2 separate regions of the Sus scrofa genome follow, and region 1 is linked to region 2. A link is a contact called in public promoter capture Hi-C data. All regions are on one chromosome and are shown on one strand. Each heading gives the region's core, a stretch centred on a gene start, on an enhancer-like site or on the middle of the called end of the contact. The rest is flanking DNA. Distances are from core to core; before and after follow the strand shown. Region 1 holds the start of LOC102165987 (proline-rich protein 18-like). Region 2 holds the start of NFRKB (nuclear factor related to kappa-B-binding protein).

The links. Promoter capture Hi-C pulls out the DNA fragments that hold promoters and counts their contacts.
Region 1: a promoter capture Hi-C map of fetal liver shows a contact between it and region 2, with 3 times the contacts expected there. The contact joins the promoter of LOC102165987 here to the promoter of NFRKB in region 2. A contact is called at or near these places in 2 of 5 promoter capture datasets (fetal liver and liver), 1 of 47 Hi-C or Micro-C datasets (blood) and 1 of 2 datasets of contacts at active chromatin or transcription factors (alveolar macrophages).

The regions. Positions count from the first base shown.
Region 1 is chr9:57,015,302-57,018,067 of Sscrofa11.1, forward strand. LOC102165987 (proline-rich protein 18-like) reads left to right here and starts at 1,480. Exons shown (of 3, transcript XM_021063955.1): 1 at 1,480-1,506; 2 at 1,904-2,232. The coding sequence starts at 1,480. All of the region lies in intron 1 of ZBTB44 (zinc finger and BTB domain-containing protein 44), which reads right to left.
Region 2 is chr9:56,654,658-56,657,564 of Sscrofa11.1, forward strand. NFRKB (nuclear factor related to kappa-B-binding protein) reads right to left here and starts at 1,411. Exons shown (of 26, transcript XM_021063150.1): 1 at 1,291-1,411. PRDM10 (PR domain zinc finger protein 10) reads right to left here. Exons shown (of 22, transcript XM_013979568.2): 22 at 2,613-2,907.

The DNA.
Region 1 (2,766 bases), core at 230-2,729, 360 kb after region 2:
AGGATTATTTGCTTGGTGTCAAAGTACTACCCCCAAATCACATACAAATCATAAACAGGCAAACCACACTTTAATAGATCTGATAGTCACCACTTTGATCAAGTGGCCACATTTAGTATTCGTAATAGTGTAGCAATGACATTAAATACCTCCTATATGATGTAACATGAAATACACCGCATCATCTATAAAATAATCTTTCCAAAGAAAGTTTTCCTCAAGCTAATCAGTTAGGTTTCTTTAGACCTAACTTTCAGTAACAGGAAATTCAGAGGGAGAGAGGAATAAATTAAATGACCCCACCAGGAAACAGACAAGCCTAATGTAAGTGGGAGAATTCTCTAAGACAACCGGTTTCATCAATTAAGTATCAGGAAAAAAAGGAGAGGAGGACACAGGATTTTTCAAAAAGGAACTAAGTGGGTAATTAACAAATGCAACTCAGGAATCTTGACTGAATACCGCTTGGGATTTCCCAAAACGACCTTGGAGTACTATGGAAATTTGCATATGGACTGTTAATTTAGAAAGGTGTTAATGCTATGTAGGGATTAGTAGAATGTCCATAGTTTTGGGAAACACTTGGGGAAATACTGGAGTGTCTTGGTGTTTGCAATTTACTTTCAAATAGTTAGAGAGACACACAGAAAGGGAAGAGAGGTGGGGGGGTCAATACCACAAAAATGCTAATCACTGAATCTAAGTATTGGAGTATTCACTACATTTTCCCTTAATTTCCGAGAGACTGGTATTTTTCACATTAAGTTTTTTAAAAGTATTCCTATACTGAGAGGCACAGTAGAAAACATTTCTACAATGGAATTATATCTGGGGACAAATTTCACTTCTATTACTAACTAGTTGTGTGGCCTAAGGCAAAGTTACTTAAAATTACTTAAGTTTCTGTCTCATCTATAAAACTCAAGTAATAATGTCTAAGTCATTAGGTTGTTCTAAGAATCAAATCAGATCACATGTGTAAAATGCCTAGTAGTGTAGCACAGAAAAAGTAAACCTGGTTTGCCTATTTAATGCTATCATTCTAAAATACAGGGCTATAGGAAAACATTCCTTTCATTATCGCCACATTCCACGATAAAGATACATTAGGTAAAATTAAAAGTCCATTGGCAGTTAAAGCGAAGTGACGGGGGTAAGTAAATGCATAATGAAGATTTATATAATATTTTTTAAAATCCAGTAATTCCAACTGAGACCCTCTAGGCAAAAAAATCTACCTACCCAAACCATTCGTATCTATCAAATTGTGAAGTCTGCTTTTGGTATTAGCCTCTATCCGAATAAAACATTAAGAAAATAAGTGGAAGTTAGAGACTTTCTTCCTGACCAACTGATAATCTACTTATACGTTTTCTTAAAAAAACGAAGTTTTTGTCTTCATTTCTATAAGTTCCAATAAAGCACACAATTTTTGGGCTTTATCCTAAATTCTAGTTAAGCATCATACAACTCACAAGCATGCAGTTTCCTTTCATCAGTGCTAACGTAACTCGTCATGTCACTCGCAGGTAACCCTTTTCCGGCTAGGCCAGCAGAAAATGACTAGAAGCAGACCCATCCTCAGGTAGGGAAGAAAAAAACGTGGGTTTTTTTGTTTTGTTTTTTAAATAAGTGTCGCCCTTTTTTTCCCCACTATCAGAAAAAGAAGCAGGGGAGAGGAGGGAACAGTCGGATCTCGGGCTCCCGGCACGACCAGGTGGGACGCTGACACCCCGCCTCCTCGGGGTTAGGGTGCTGGGCACACGCGCGTGCACACTGGGGGCGCCCTGGGAGATCGGGGCAATTTCTCCTGGACGTCAGGGCCCAGGTTCAGTCTCCTCCCTAAAGGATTAGATACCATTGAGAGCACCCGATAGGGTTCTCCCGGTTCCTTACCGTCCAGCGCCCAGATGGGAGACGCACGGTGGCAGCCCTCGGCGGGCGCGCGCGGCGAAAAAGGGCCGGCCCCCGCCCTCCCCTTCCCTCTTCGTTACCTGCGGGCGGCGGTGCCAGGGCCCGGAGGCCTGCTGCTCCTCCTCCTCCTCCCCTCCAGGCTGTGGCGGCGAGGTGGCGGCGGCGGCGGCGGCCCGGGGGAGGGGGCGGAGCGCGCGGCTCGCAGCCTCTCTCCTCCCCCGGGAGGCGGAGGGGACCCTATCTCGGGCCGCCGCGCCTAGGCCCGTGGACGGCCTGCGGCTGGGGCATGGCGGCCCCGAGCAGCGGCGTGCCTGCGAGGTGGGGGGCGAGAGGCGGCGGGAGGGAAGAGCGCCGAGGGCCTGAGGGGAGGAGCGAGGGGGCCCCGCGAGCCGCGCGAGCGGCCGTTGGGGGCGGTTGGCCGAGGGCAAGCGGTTTGGGGAGCGCGGCGACGGCTCGCGTTTTCCTGGCGGGTCGGGGTGGGGAAGGGGAAGGGGAGTGAGGGGAGGGGAGGGGGAGGTTGGGAGGGAGCCGCCGCCGCGCGCGTGCGGGACGGCGCCGCCGCTGTTGCCGCTCGGCTCACTCCAGCCTGTTTGGGGGCACTTTGTTTGTGTCCCACAATGCTCTGCGCGGGCGGCCGGGCTGGGGAAGGGGAGGGCAAGTGGGCGGGGCGGAGCGAGCTCGGGGGCGGGGCGCGAGCGGGGAGACACGGGTATTGCGCAGCCGCAGAAAAGGCCGCTCCCAGTTCGGGGCTTGAACTGTGGGCGACTCGGCCTCCTGACACCCGCGGGTTTTGACACCGCTCGTGCATCTTTGCGTCTGTGCACACGTGCTGATTTACCGATACACACCGCC
Region 2 (2,907 bases), core at 161-2,660:
AGCTGAGGTCACAGGAGTGAACAAGTTAACAAGCCCATAGGCAGGCTGAACTCAATCACTCTACAAACATCTGCTAAATCCATTCTCTAGCTCTGATTCCTACCAAATGGAAAGAAAAAGATAGATTTAACAGTTAAATACCAAACTTCTAGCCTAATCTCAATGACTCTGGGCAAATCTTAACTGACTGGCTATCAAGTTCCTTATCTATAAGATGAAGGGGAGTTGGGTGAGGTCCTCTTCCCTGTTATTTCCAATCCTGGAATCCTGAAATGAATAATCTCCAGATGGATGCATTTATATAACTTCATGTAGTCATGTAATGACTTCTCACTCTGAAGCTCTCTAGTGATAAGGAGCAGACTTGTAATACTACTGCTAAAATAAGCACCTTTCCACTAACTAGTTCAAGATATCTGGAAGAGATGATGCCAGATCTATCTATGTAAAGATGCGGTGGAAAGACAGTGTTCAAAGCAGCTGTGTGGTCTCCAATTAACTGTGCCCAGTACCCTTCAGCTCTTGGTGAACTAACACTCCTGGTGCCTAAATAACTGAAGCAGGTGAGAAGAGCACATGGCATCAACGTTCATAAAACTTTTGAAAAGAAACAAAATGTAGATGCAACCTGACGCTCAGAATAAAGTCCTCTTAAGAGAACTGGCAAAGAACAGGCTAACAGCTGCAAAGCAGTGTTCTGACTCTTAGGAGGTTCACCTGTTTCACACTTGTTCACAAGTTTCTTCAATTACGGTGAATGGGTAGCTAAATTTACTCTAATCGAGTGGCAACCTTTGCCCCGGTACTATTCTGAAGAGAATCTCAAAATACAAAAAGCAGGCAGCTGCCAAAGGGTTGGAACCCCGGAAGCCAAGGATTTCTAAGTCTTGTGGGCTCCTGGAGCTCTCTACTAGACCAGGAAGGACTCTGCACCTCGGACAACCTTCCCTCCAGAATCCTCCCCAATACAGACGCTAAACCCTAGGCTGCTTCCGGAGCAACCGCCCACTCCAAATCCGTAGCCCCTGCTGCAAACCCTCCCTAGCGGCTCCGCTCCAGCCCAAGGCACGGGTCCCTCCCCCCCAAAGTGCACCTCCGCTGCCACGACCCCTCCCCCACGCCGTGCCTAACCCTAACCCCCACCTACCCGGGCCGCCCGGCTCCCATACACGCCCGCTCCCCTGCCCGGTGCCCACAGGAGCAGCGACCCTCGGAGACCCAGCCGTCCGCTCCCTCTTTCCGCTCCCCGGCAACACTTTAACCCTTTCGCCGCCCCTGGCCTGCCCTCACCTGCGCCGCGGGCGCGGGTCTCCAGACCCGCTGCGTTTCTCGGCCCGCGGGCTCCCGGACGCGCTCGCTCCCGCAAGGCGTCTCGGTGCGTGCACGCTCCGGGCTCAGGCGGCGGAAGGGGCGGGGCTGCGCTAGGCGGGGCCTCGAAGCGCCGGGGGCGGGGCGGGGCGGGGCAGGGCGAAGCCTGGAGCTCCTCGAGCCCTAGCTGCTGGGCGTGGCACTTCGGCTTGAGCTCTGCTGGTTGGACTTCGCTAGTTTAGAAGCTTCTAGTGTCTTACCTCCCGAATTGAGGTTCTAGTGTCTTACCTCCCGAATTGAGGTTCCGGAGCCCGTGAGTGAATGAATGCAGTTTTATTAGCTAACGTTTGCAGAGCGCATACCCTGCTCCAGGAACTATGCTGAGCACTTTTCATTCAGCATCTTTGTACCTCAGCTGCGTGCACTGTTTGTTCCCAATTTGCGATTTCTAAGTTTCAATGAGGATAACGCGGATCGGAGCCCGTGCCCCTCCACCTTACTTCTATCCCCCTCATCCCGCAGCGTGCACGGCCCCACCTCTCTCTCAGGTCCCTAGACCCTTGACGTCCGGGAAGTACGCACGTCGAAGAAATAATTTTAAATCACACTCAATAACCTTCCTCTTATTAAGAATCTGGATCCCTTTCTTCTTCTTCACTAGGTTTTATTTAGAATAGTTTCAAACTTCTTATTCCACAGCTACTTTCAACCAGTCGTGCAAAGACCATCCTCGGTTCTCCCGATTGGATGGAAATATTTCAGAGAGGCTGGCGGGCCAAACTAGAGTTCCTCCCTGGTTGGAAAATAGTGGTTTCCAAATGAAGCCATTCTAGTTCCTGTTACGTTGTTGGGAGGGATCTCGAATTAGAAACCACCAAGTAAAAGGGCCTGGAAACATCATTCCATAGTTGTCATCCCTAAACTCCCCAACCTTACATCTCTGACAACACCAGAGGGAACCCCAGTCAAAACAATGTAAGTTGTAATATTAAAAAAAAGAAAAGAAAAGAAAAAAGAGTTTCTGTGGTGGCGCAGCGGAAACGAATTTGACTGGGATCCATGAGGACTCAGGTTCCATCCCTGGCCTCACTCAGTGGGTTAAGGATCCGGTGCTGCGGTGAGCTGTGGTGTAGGTCGCAGATGCAGCTTGGACCTGGCATTGCTGTGGCTGTGGTGTAGGCCGGGTACAGCTCCAATTCGACCCCTAGCCCGGGAACCTCCATATGCCGCGAGTGGGCCCTAAAAAGGAAAAAAAAAAGTAATGATCTCAGAAACTTGTAACTTATACACATACAAACAAGAAGGACGTTTATTAAAAAAAAATATTTATTAATTTTTACACCTGCTGAATAGCACAAGACTATTAACACTATAACTCACTGAATGTACAATAAATGTTCACATTTAAATAACAGGATAGGGTCAACATTTTCAACCTGTGGGTCAGCTTTAGCATCTCATGAAGTGCTTTTTAGTCCTACATATCGTAAGAGTTTTTTGAAAGGATAATTCCAAATCAGAAAACAATTCAAGATCAAAACAATAGGTTTTCCCAGAATAACAGGAATTTTACATGATGAAATGTCTGTTTATGTGGGC